Regions from separate parts of the Gossypium hirsutum genome. Here regions 2, 3 and 4 are each linked to region 1. The links are chromatin contacts, called in public Hi-C maps. All regions are on one chromosome and are shown on one strand. The core of a region is the stretch at or near the end of the contact, and the rest is flanking DNA. Distances in the headings are between cores, read along the strand shown.

Evidence for each region. A called contact is a pair of places that touch in the nucleus more often than the background predicts.
Region 2: a Hi-C map of leaf shows a contact between it and region 1, with 1.7 times the contacts expected there. The contact joins the promoter of LOC107916072 here to the promoter of LOC107914577 in region 1. A contact is called at or near these places in 2 of 34 Hi-C or Micro-C datasets (both in leaf).
Region 3: a contact with region 1 is called in a Hi-C map of leaf, with 2.6 times the contacts expected there. The contact joins the promoter of LOC121222168 here to the promoter of LOC107914577 in region 1. A contact is called at or near these places in 6 of 34 Hi-C or Micro-C datasets (callus, hypocotyl and leaf).
Region 4: a Hi-C map of hypocotyl shows a contact between it and region 1, with 3 times the contacts expected there. The contact joins the promoter of LOC107914559 here to the promoter of LOC107914577 in region 1. A contact is called at or near these places in 2 of 34 Hi-C or Micro-C datasets (hypocotyl and leaf).

What each region holds. Positions count from the first base shown.
Region 1 is chrD10:20,643,084-20,646,054 of Gossypium_hirsutum_v2.1, forward strand. It overlaps LOC107914577 (integrin-linked protein kinase 1), which reads left to right and starts at 1,558. Exons shown (of 12, transcript XM_016843517.2): 1 at 1,558-2,333. The coding sequence starts at 1,917. It overlaps LOC107914578 (a long non-coding RNA gene), which reads right to left. Exons shown (of 2, transcript XR_001688925.2): 2 at 2,665-2,971.
Region 2 is chrD10:20,400,876-20,403,846 of Gossypium_hirsutum_v2.1, forward strand. It overlaps LOC107916072 (protein LURP-one-related 10), which reads right to left and starts at 1,394. Exons shown (of 4, transcript XM_016845242.2): 1 at 1,101-1,394; 2 at 665-951; 3 at 340-585. The coding sequence starts at 946.
Region 3 is chrD10:20,447,242-20,450,212 of Gossypium_hirsutum_v2.1, forward strand. It overlaps LOC121222168, which reads right to left and starts at 1,479. Exons shown (of 2, transcript XM_041102176.1): 1 at 1,273-1,479. It overlaps LOC107914560 (a long non-coding RNA gene), which reads left to right and starts at 616. Exons shown (of 2, transcript XR_001688924.2): 1 at 616-1,137; 2 at 1,473-1,706.
Region 4 is chrD10:20,467,684-20,470,654 of Gossypium_hirsutum_v2.1, forward strand. LOC107914559 (shikimate O-hydroxycinnamoyltransferase) reads left to right here and starts at 1,518. Exons shown (of 3, transcript XM_016843501.2): 1 at 1,518-1,664; 2 at 1,871-2,281; 3 at 2,371-2,971. The coding sequence starts at 1,871.

The sequences.
Region 1 (2,971 bases), core at 308-2,807:
TAAATATTTGTGGAATTTTTTTATCAATACTCCTAAGATTTGGTTTACACATCCAATTTTGGATTGTTTTGATAAATCATTGTAGAATCTCATATTTTTATTTTACTTGCTATTAAATTAATTTTATTTTTTTAAAATTAAGACCGTTAAATGATAAAAACTTAATAATACAACTCTCGATTATTAGTACTTTTGAATTAACTATTTATACCTCAAGAACAGATATGGATACTTTACTCTATAAAAATTATTGTGATTATTGACCCCTAAATATCAATATTTAACCACTAAAATACTTAAACCTACCTTAAAATTATTTTAAATTCACAATTTTAAAAATGTTTAAAGAATTTTCTAATAATATTTTCACAAAATAACTTAAAAATAAATTAATAAACATTACCATCAAATTCAAATAATTTAGTAAGAATAAGTGTATCTAATTTGCCCATACCATTTATTATGTATACATTAGGTATCGTATTATATTTATGACACTATTTTTTATATTTACGTTTGAAGCATGTACAAAAATGAAAAAGTAATATTTTTCTATAAATGTATTATATTCTCTCCATTCACTCACTTATTAATTTTAAATTCCACACACTGAATAATAATAATAATAATAATAATAATAATATGCCCTTTAATTATCATAAATTTTTATATTACTAATCAAAAGAATAATTTTATGCAACATGCCCTAAAAAGTAATTTTTTATATACATTATTCAAAACTTTTAAATTAAACCTTCTCCATATTATATAATATTTTTTTCTAGATAAAAACGTCATAAAAATAAAAAAAAGTTAATAATAGAAATAACTTTGAAAGAAAAAATAATAATTTAGATATTGTATTATCTCTAACATAACAAATTTCATCTATGATAAGAATTTCGTTTTTCCTACCCCTAAAAAAATAGGTTTTTTTTTGTTTTCGAAAAAAATAGTTAATATGTAGTATTTTAGTTTTAGAAAAGAAAAAAAATCAAAATTACCCAAAAAATTTTAATTTAATGTGAACGTTATAAATTTTAATTTTGTATAATTTTATATATAAATTTTAAATTTAATTTAATTTAAGTTTAATAATATTATCAGTTTAGCATCAATTTATATTTATATATTATATATACAAATAGTTATATTAATCAAATACAAAAATAAATAAATTTATTTAAAATTGAATAAAAATCAAAATTTTATGTGTATAATTATATTAAATTAAAATTTATATTTTAAATATTATATATTAAAATAAAATTTAAGTGTAATTTTAATATTTATTTTATTTTAGAGAAAAAGTCAATCAAAATCAAATCGAATATAGTGATAATTGAATCTAGCTGTAATTATTCATATTCTTTTAGAAAAAAAAATCTCTTGGATAACATTTTGAAAATTTTTACTGATTAAAAAGTAAAAAATTATTATTATTGAAATTAATTCAAAGAATAAATTATGGGTTTTTTTCGGCATTTGTCTCTCGCAACAAACACAACGTTGTACGTTGTAATAAGATAGATGGCACTATAAATGAATATTTAGGTGAACGCCATTTTCGGTGGTTTCGTGGGTTGAAACAAAAAACAAGCAGAGTAAAGGAGAAAATCCAAAAGCCAAGTTTCGACCATCTTTTTTTTTGCCTTGATTTTCTCTTTTTTTATTAGGCCCCCTGCGCTTCGCTCGGATCTCAAATCTTCTATCCTTCATCTCCTCATTCAGGCTTCGGCTCGATATCGGGATCCCTGAGCTTAAACTTGCTTCTCCGTTTTCTCCCCCATTTGGCTCTCGATCGTCCGAATCCAGATTTCCTCTTCACATTCCCTTGTTTTATCGATGATTATGTGAATTGTGTTGCTGTTCCAAATTTCTGGATTACCCTTTTAATTGTATCCTAAGAAACCACCATGGCATTAGCAGCTCAGTTAAACCGGGGAATCTCCCGCCAGTTCTCTACCGGGTCAATAAAACGGAGTTTCAGCCGCCAGTTCACGCGGCAGACATCGCTGGACCCTCGGAAGAACAATCAAAGATTCAGCTTTGGTCGGCAGTCGTCGCTGGACCCAATTAGGCGGAGTCCCCTCCACGATGATATGGCGGTGCCGGAAAACCTTGACGCGACCATGCAGCTGCTCTTCATGGCGTGTAGAGGGGATGCCAAAGGAGTGGAAGATTTGTTGAATGAAGGCGTTGACGTTAATAGTATTGATTTGGATGGCCGTACTGCTTTGCATATCGCTGCTTGTGAAGGTCATGTTGAGGTTGTTAAGCTGCTTCTTGTTAGGAAGGCTAATATTGATGCCCGTGACCGTTGGGGTAGTACGGTACGTTTCTTCTTCTTCCTTCTTTTTTATTCATTTTGTCTTATTTTTTGTCCGTTTTCTTTTAATCCTTTATTTGTTTGAATTGCGGGGAAAGTTATTATTTATTTGCAGGTTTTAACTATTTCATTGTTATCATTGTGATTAATCATCTTTTTTGGTCGGTTTTGTTCATACAACTTACTGGTTTTGAACATGGAAGTTTAAAGATGTTAGATTAGATTTTGTTTCAATGCTTAAGCTATTTAGCTTTGATTGATTATTGGGATCTTGTGTGGTGTGGTTTAGAGGAGAAAACAGGCAGTAAATAAACAAATTAGGGCTGAACTATGAATAGGAAAGAAGATGAACTCTAGAAAACTTAGGTTATAGAAAACCTCTAATTTTCTATGAATTCAAAGACTTTCATTCTTGCAACTAGGCTTTCTTGTAAACAAAGTTTTATCCCTAATCCTAAGTTTAAATCCTAATGAATAATGATACTAGCCGTCTAAAATACATCCATACTTAAAATATTATAAGATCAAACTGTCATAATAAAATATTGTAATAAAAAGAAAAGCTCCCATCTCATCTCCCCGCTTGAAAAATTCAACTCCGGTGAGAAAAGTTTCGCCACTTCAGCATAATTTTCTAGATCG
Region 2 (2,971 bases), core at 144-2,643, 240 kb before region 1:
AAGTAAAAGTAAATAAATTCAAATATCTGTCGAAGAGTTTTTAAAATTTTCATCGGACACTTAAATAACATGGGTTGAAACATTTTCATCCACTTCCGCTAAAGATAAAAGGGTGACATAGATTAAACCCATGTCATCTGAGTTAAAAAATAAATAAATTAACCACCGTCCAAAGTAAGCCTTTGCAGTATTAAACTTTGTGTTAATATATTCAATTTTGTGCATAATCTTTTGGCTCTCTGAGTAATATTGATTTTGTGCATAATATTTGGCCTAAAAGGTGGATATAATTAGTGCTTTAGTAAGAAATGATTAGGATTGGAATAGTAAATTTATTACCTGTGCAATAATAGCGTGTCCTGCAAAAATAGTGCAGCTGCTGTCGCGCCAACCCTCTGTGATCTTGAAATCAGGCAGTGATTCACTGGTATTGGATGCCAAGAAAACATCTAAAGTCGTAGTCGTCGTAGTCTTCGTCCTCATCTTCAGATGAACCAAAGACGATTTCCTCACACTGAAAAGAAAATCACTTGATTTGTCGCTTTCCCCTCTAAAAACTCTCCATCTCCTATGAACACTCAATATCTAACCAAAGAACACCAAATTTATATTCACTGAATTTGAATTCACATATTGTCCAAGAAAATGGGAACCAAACCTTCACCTTCTGTTTGAGGGAAACGAGAGGATTTCCAGCAGCGTCAAGCAAAACGCGGCGATCAGGAAAGCTGAACAACTTATTTTTAACCTTGAAAATAGGGTTATCATTAACGTCGGTGATATCGAAGTTATTTTCAGCAACCGTAAATACCGTGTGTTGTATTTTAAGATCCACAGGGTATGGGGCAATGTACTGTTCACCGATCACCACAATGGGGTTACTCTCCGTCGTATAGGCATTGGCCGGTGCCGTTCCTGACGCTGGCCCTGGAAGCTTTCCTCCCATCGCAGCTGCCATTGGATATCGAATATTATCTCTTATTCTTACAGGAAATTAAAACAGTGAGGAAATTCTATTGAAAATTTGGTACGGGATTAACATTTATTTATGCAAAATATGTGTACGTGCAGATTCAATTAGATTTCTGTTGCTATATTACATGTTTTGGTTCAAATTCTTACGCCAGCTACTGCAGTTTGTTCCGCATGAGAAGAAGCTTGCCGGCCATTTCATGTTTTTTCCAACGCTTTCACCTACTAAAATACAAATTTGGCTTAACCATTTTTCTCTTCAATGAATAGAGTAAAAAGGTTGACGAATAATTAACTCTCTTTTTTCCCCAAACAGACTGATAAGCTAACTTAAGATAATTATCTAACAATAAATGAAGATTGAATGGTGGTGATGCTGCTCTTCCCCTCTCTAATTTTAGTGTGTGGTGGGTATAGACCGATTGTGTGTTTTCTAATATTGATTGTATTTCTCCGAAGTTGTTTCTTTGGTGGGAGAGAATGCGTTTATTGTGTTGGAATATAAGGGCTTCGTCTTGGCCCTATAAGAAGAAATGTCTTTCTTGAAACAGTGTAGGTTATTTTGGATCCTTGGGGCGCTGTGACGTGGGCTGGTTAGGTGAATTCATTCTTTTCTTTCGGGGTATCTCGTTTAAGGGCTTTCTAAGAAGGATGGTGGTTTGCTTCTTGGGTGGGCTGTTATGTGGTCTATCCGGCCAGTGAAGGCCTTGTCAAACAATGTGCCCTTGTTAGAATCAGTTTAGAATTCTAACCAAACATTTAGAGATGACAAAACAAATCGGGAATTCGATTGTGTTAATTTGTGATAATTGTCCACCTTTTTACTCTTTATTCATTTAAGACAATAGATATTTAAATGATGGACACCAATTCAAAGTGCATGACCAACAATTGAAACATTATCTTGGGAATATTGATCACAAGCAGGCAGAGACCATTAAATTGGTCAAAAAATTTTAATTCTTATGAAATTTATTATGTAGTTTTATTTTTATTTCAATTTTGTTTCTATTAAAGTTTGTTTTATTTTTTAATCTTATTTATTTATTTTTATTTTTGCAGAATAATTAGGTACCATTGTCGACGCATTTGGGCTTTATTGTCAAAATAGTTCATACTATTGTACTTTCACTTCTGACTCAGCAAGAATGAGGGCAGATCAGAAATTTTAGATCCTACGATTTGATCAAAAGTCACCTAGTCGTCTGATCTGTCTGAGCGAGCGCAATTCTCATTGGATGTAATTATTCCCGCCAGCTTTATTTCCCTTCAGAAAATCACGTCTTTCCATTTTCTTCTTTCACTCACTATAAACCCCTCTTCACTGTGCCGACTGTGAAACACCCAAGTAGCAATTTTTATTCACTTTCTCTTCCTTAAGTTCGTACCTTAACACCTTTAAACCATATTCACTCCACAAAACAAGAAAAATATGGCAAGAACAAGAGGATCAGTCAAGAAAACCACCAAGCCTGTTGAAGAACACTCATCCTTTGCAACTGCAGTTCATGAGTTGAAATCCTCCATGCCAACGGAGAAAAAAGAGTCGATGATGCCGGGGTAGCGCTGAAAACTGAGGAGCGATCCGAGAATCGTGTGAAGCCTAAAGAAAAGAAGAGAAAGCGTTCTAAAGACAAAAAGCGCAAGAATGAGGAGAAAAAGATGAGGAAGAAAAAATATCGTATAGCCACATTGATGGCCAAGGAAAAACGAGTTAGTTTATTTTAAGTTTTAGTTGTAGTATTCATGCATTGCATGTAGCTGTAATTTTCATTTTGTTAGTGAACATTGTCGTTGCATTTTTATTGTCATCGCATTTTAATCTTAGTGCATTGGGAACAATGCGAACTTTAAGTTTGGAAGAATGTATATGGGGTTTGGAAATACTCCCACATTTCAATTTTTTTAATGAAACATGCAAGGTTTATTTGTGGTTAATGCAAATATGTTGAAAATTTTTGTTACATTCGATGCTTAATTCTTGAATCATGTGAACTAT
Region 3 (2,971 bases), core at 229-2,728, 200 kb before region 1:
AATGCTTTTATTCAAAAAAAAACCTTTAAATCAAGAAAATAACCTTGATGAATGGTTAAAACCAAAAAATATTTTCAAAATGGTATGTTAAAGTTATTATACAATATGATACAGATCCTTTAATTTACAGCATATACGAATAAATATTCGCAAATATATATATACAAATACAATATATCAGTAAAGTTGCAAACATATGTACACATATATCAAACACACATACCAGCATACATCTAAAAAGAGAGAATGGAATATATCAAATAAAACAAATACAAATACATGTGTTGAAAACAAAATAAAAGTATAAAAATACGCATATATATATATTTACAAAGAAAAACAAAACAATATATATAATATATAAATAAACTACGAAAATATATACATGTATGTGAAAATATGTATGAATTATAAAATGGAAAAATGTATATGTATTATAAAATGTAAATTTATATACATATATAAACTATATATAAAAACTAAGAAGATAATATAGTAATAAAATATATAAAATATGTACACGTATTTTAAAACATTTAAAATATATATACCTATATAAAATACAAACATATGCGTGTATATATGTATAATAATAATAATAATAATAATAATAATAATAGTAATATATAATATAATAACAAAAATAACAGCAACTTAATAACAAGAACAATATTACAAACTAATATATAATCTAATTTGTAAAAGCAAATACAATGGACTAAATTTGAATCAAAACAGAATTAAAACACAAAATCAAATTAAAGCAGAGGATGAATTCGCAAAATGCGTGCAACATGGAGGGCCAGAAGGGAAATTAATCCCTCCCTTCCAAAACGTTGTGCAGCATGGGATTAAAATAGAACAGATTTAATATGTCATGGAAAAATTTGAAAACGATAAAAACAATGGTTTTGAAATGATGGGAAACATGAAAGGATTAAAAACGAAAATAACCCATCAATGTTTAAAAGTTAAAATCCATTTCATTTGCAGCCAATAAAACTCATTCAAACCCTAAAAATAACTCTACTCTGCCACTTTTGAAATTGCCGCAGCTCCTCTCCCTCTATGCCATTTCAGACTCCTTTCACTCCGATAACGACAAAACGGAGAGGTCTCCCGACGACCCTCACGATAGTAAGTCCTCCTTTGCTTATCCTTTTCGTTTTGTTTATTATTATTTTTTAAAAGGAGAAAGAAAAGAAGAAGATAGCAAAATAATAATAAAAAACCAGTAAAATCAAAGAAAAATCGGAAAAAAAATAAAATCACCTTTTGAAAAATATTCTTTGTATTCTCAATATTCTCTCTGTTTTCGAATATATTTTACACCGAAAAAAATCCCTCCCCCCCCCTTGTTACAGACTTTCATCAGCTTTATATAGCCGATTAAAACTAAAAATCTGGAAAAAAAAATCAAAAACCCCACTTCTTTCTGTTATTTGCTGTGCTTGTGTCCCCCTTTTTCGCAGGTTTGGTGACCGTGGAGTGCGCGCGACGGGCGCGGAGCGACAAACACGGTGTGCGGGCACTGTTGCGGCGTGCGTGTGGGAGCTGCTGCGCCTAGGCTTCTTGCTGGTGTTTTGGGCCATTTTCTGTTGGACTAGGGTTGAAATTGGCTATTGGGTTTTATTTTTTTTGGGCCTGCTATTGTATTTTATTATTGATTGGGCAGGGCAAATAATTGGTATTACAATATTCTTACATTCTTAATGCCTTTTGGAATAGGAAAAAAGTAACACTACCATATAAAAATGATTTTGATGAAAGAAAATTTTAGACAAAAGTAAGTCCAATACAAATGAACAAAGAAATAGAAGAATTTTGTAAAAAAGAAATACAAGATTTTCTCAATAAAAACTTAATTAGATAGAGCAACTCTCCTTGAATTTGTTTAGCATTTTACGTGATGAAAAATGCAGAACTCAAAAGAGGAACCCCAAGATTAGTCATTAATTACAAACCTCTCAATCAAGCTTTAGAATTAGATACACAATCCTAAATAAAAATACTGATTGCAAAAACTATTCAATGTCAATTTTTTTTTAAATTTGACTTGAACTCGTGATTTTGGGAAAATCAAATAAAAGAAGTTGAAAGATACAAAACGACATTTGTTGTACCATTTGAGCAATACGAATGGAACGTAATACATTTTGGACTAAAAATACTCCATCTAAATTCATAAAAATTATGAATGATATTTTTAATCCATATTCCCAATTTACAATAGTATACATTGAAGATGTATTAATGTTTTTTGATAATTTCGAAAAACACTTCAAACACTTATCCATTTTTGTCAAAGTTATAAAAAACAATAGTTTAGTAGTATCTAAATCCAAGATTAGTTTGTTTCAAACCAGAGTAAGGTTTTTAGGTCATTATGTTACCCAAGGGATCATTACTCCAACAGAAAGATCTATAAAATTTTCCAGCAAATTTCCAAATCAAATCCTTGATAAAGTCCAACTACAAAGGCTCTTAAGTAGCCTCAATTATGTCATAGATTTTTATCCCGATTTTAGAAAATTATGTAAGCCCTTGTATAAAAAGCTCAATAAGAATCCACAACCTTACAAATGTTCACACTTAGCTGATCCAATCGCCCCCAAAATAGTAGAAACAAATGCTTCTGAGATAGGGTATAGTAGGATTTTAAAACAAGTCAAATGAGGAAAAGAACAAACAATCCACTTTACATCTTGACACTGAATCAACTCACCAAAATTATAGTACAATTAAAAAAAATTATCAATTGTTTTATGTATTACAAAATTTCAAAGTGATTTATTAAATCAATTTTTTTTTTTACAAATTGATTGCAAATCAACAAAAAGAGTTTTACAAAAAAATGATCAAAATATTGTCTCAAAACAAATTTTTACAATATGACAAGCAATTTTAAGTATATTTGATTTTGAAATTAAATATATCAAAAGAGAAACTAATTTTTTGCTTGATTTTCTCA
Region 4 (2,971 bases), core at 268-2,767, 180 kb before region 1:
CCACACATGATAATTACATATGTCACAACTCAAACTTCGATACTTGAAAACTTAGGCTTTAACTTTTACCAATAATACTATGACATTTATAACGTATTTTTATTCGATTTATATTTTGTAAGATTTATTATTGTAATTGAAATATGCATTCCTAATACATTTTGTGATATATTTTGAGTAATTTGTTTAAATTTTAGAGAAAATATTGTGAGTTTTTAATTTTGTATAATTTATTTACATGTTAATTTTTTTTATAACTTTATCTTTATATTGTATTTATATTATGTTCCCATCATGTATTAATTATTCCTATATCTATGTCATATTTTAATTTATTCCTATTTTATGTAATTTGTTATAAGAATATAATTAAGACATTAAAAACCAAATTTCTCACATTAGATGAATTAATCAATCAATTCCAACAATTTTATAATTCTAGTTGGTCTCACACAATTCAAAATATTGGTCATAAATTTAATTAAAAAGTACATGTTTATATAAAAATAGTTATTTAATATTTATGTGTATATATTAATAAGGTATTGGTATTATTAACAAATGTTGAAATTTCAAGTCTTTGAGTACTCGAGTTGAGAGTCATCATGCATAATTACCATGCATGTGTCTCTCGTCCAATCATGTGTTGTTACTATATATAATTTTTAATCCAATTAATTGGTTTTTACTTAATTCGTTTATACTTTATATTAATTTTAGTTTTATTTTATAATTAGTTAAACATACCTTTGTAATTGTACTATAATTATATTATATTTATACTTATAACTTTTTATGAAATATAGAAGGTTTTTTTTTTAAAAAAAAAGAGGAATTAAATCAAATTTAGATCCGGAATAAACTAAATCATGCCAATAATTATCATCTATAAATATGGATTTGTAAATTAAACCTAATTTTACCTGAAGACTGTACCACCGACCGGGCAATAAGTATTTTACAAATAATTAAAATTTACATTAGGTTATTTAATATTTTTTATTCATAAAATTATTTAGAAAATAAAGATTTAGTTGAGTTATAAATTTAATATTTTTAATATTACAAAAAAGAAACATAATATTATATATAACAGTAAAAGAAACATAAGTAATTTAAGATTTGTATTAAATATTGCAATAGTTTTTATTTTTCTCATTATGAGAATTAAGCAAAAGTATTGGCAAAATTATACTATACTTAAAAAATGATGTATAGTTAAAATTATTATAAATTTATCAATTGAGTTTTAATTCAATTAGTATTGATATTGGTACTGTTTTCAGTGTAAGAAGAAGTGAGTTCAAGTGTGTTGAAGCATATTATCCTTCAAATTAATGTTTGAAGATGGACTATAAATAATTTTGGATATTATTTCAAAAAGGTGTTATCAAATTTATAAATTTTACAAAAATAAAATTGATAATTTTGTACTTTAAAAGTTCTAGAAGGGCCAAATTTAAAAGTTCAACTGTTCTTTTTATTGTAATAAATACGCAAGGTATTGAATTTAGGGATGGAGACCAGCTGGCACTTGACAATGTGATTTTGGTCTAATTCATTAAAAATCTGGATCTATAAATTAAGCGCAAAGGCTTCACCAGGGACTGCTCAAGTCTCCCTTTGCGCCCTTTACACCCTTGTTCTTCTAACACGATTTCAAGGTATGAATATTCCAATCTTTCTCTTTCATCATTCCATTTTTTTAATTAGAAAAATCACTATTTTCTCTCCTTCATCTTTCAAACATTCAGTAGAAGTAGAAGTTTATACATGTTCTTATCTCATTTTCATTGATATCAAAACCTGCCTTTTCATACCATTCATTTGAAGATGCGATTGACAATGGAGTTTGTTATCTAATTTATAGATGGAGATTACTATAAAGGAGTCTGCTATTGTTCGTCCAGCTGAAGACACTCCCAAACGAAGTCTATGGAACTCCAATTTAGATATAGTGATGATAAGATACCACATCCCTACTGTATACTATTACAAGCCAAATGGTTCTTCTGATTTCTTTGATACTGGAAGGCTTAAAGAAGCTTTGAGCAAGATTCTTGTCCCATTTTACCCTGTTGCTGGAAGGTTGGGGTATGATGAAAATGGAAGACTTGAGATAATATGCAACGGTGAAGGAGTTTTATTCGTTGAAGCTGAAACTACTGCAGTCATGGAACATTTGATTGGTGCTTTTGCCGAGAACCATCAAGTGTTACGTTTAGTCCCTAAAGTCGACTATTCTGAAGGAATATCTTCCTATCCACTTATTTTATTGCAGGTAATCCACAAACATTTCACCGAAAAAAGGATATAAAATATAAAGAATTATATAATAATAGTTTATTTATTGTGTGTGTATTTTACCAGGTAACTAAGTTCAAATGCGGTGGAGTTTGTCTTGGAGTAGGGATTCAACATACTTTAGGAGACGGCGCAGCGGCTCTTCATTTCATCAATAGTTGGGCTGACACTTCACGGGGCTTGACGCCTGCCATTGCACCATTCATTGATCGAACTCTTCTTCGTGCTCGGGACCCACCAACGCCTAAGCTCCACCATGTTGAATATGACCCTTCACCGGCATTGAAGTCTGCATTAAAATCTCAATCAGATGATCATAAGCCATCCATTGTCTCCACCTTTAAGCTCACAGCTGATCAATTGAACACCCTGAAAGCCAAAGCTAATGTTGCAAATGCAAACGGTGGTATAAAATATAGCAGCTTCAACATCTTGGCTGCACATATATGGCGTTGTGTAAGTAAAGCAAGGGGTCTCCCAGCTGATCAAGATACCAAGCTGTATTTTCCAGTCGACGGTCGATATAGATTGGATCCTCCGCTCCCACCAGGCTACTTCGGCAATGTAATCTTTACGACTGCATTAATTGCTCAAGCTGGTAATCTCGAAACCGAATCGTTTACTGACACCATAAAGAGGATCCATGAAGGATTAAATCAGATAAATG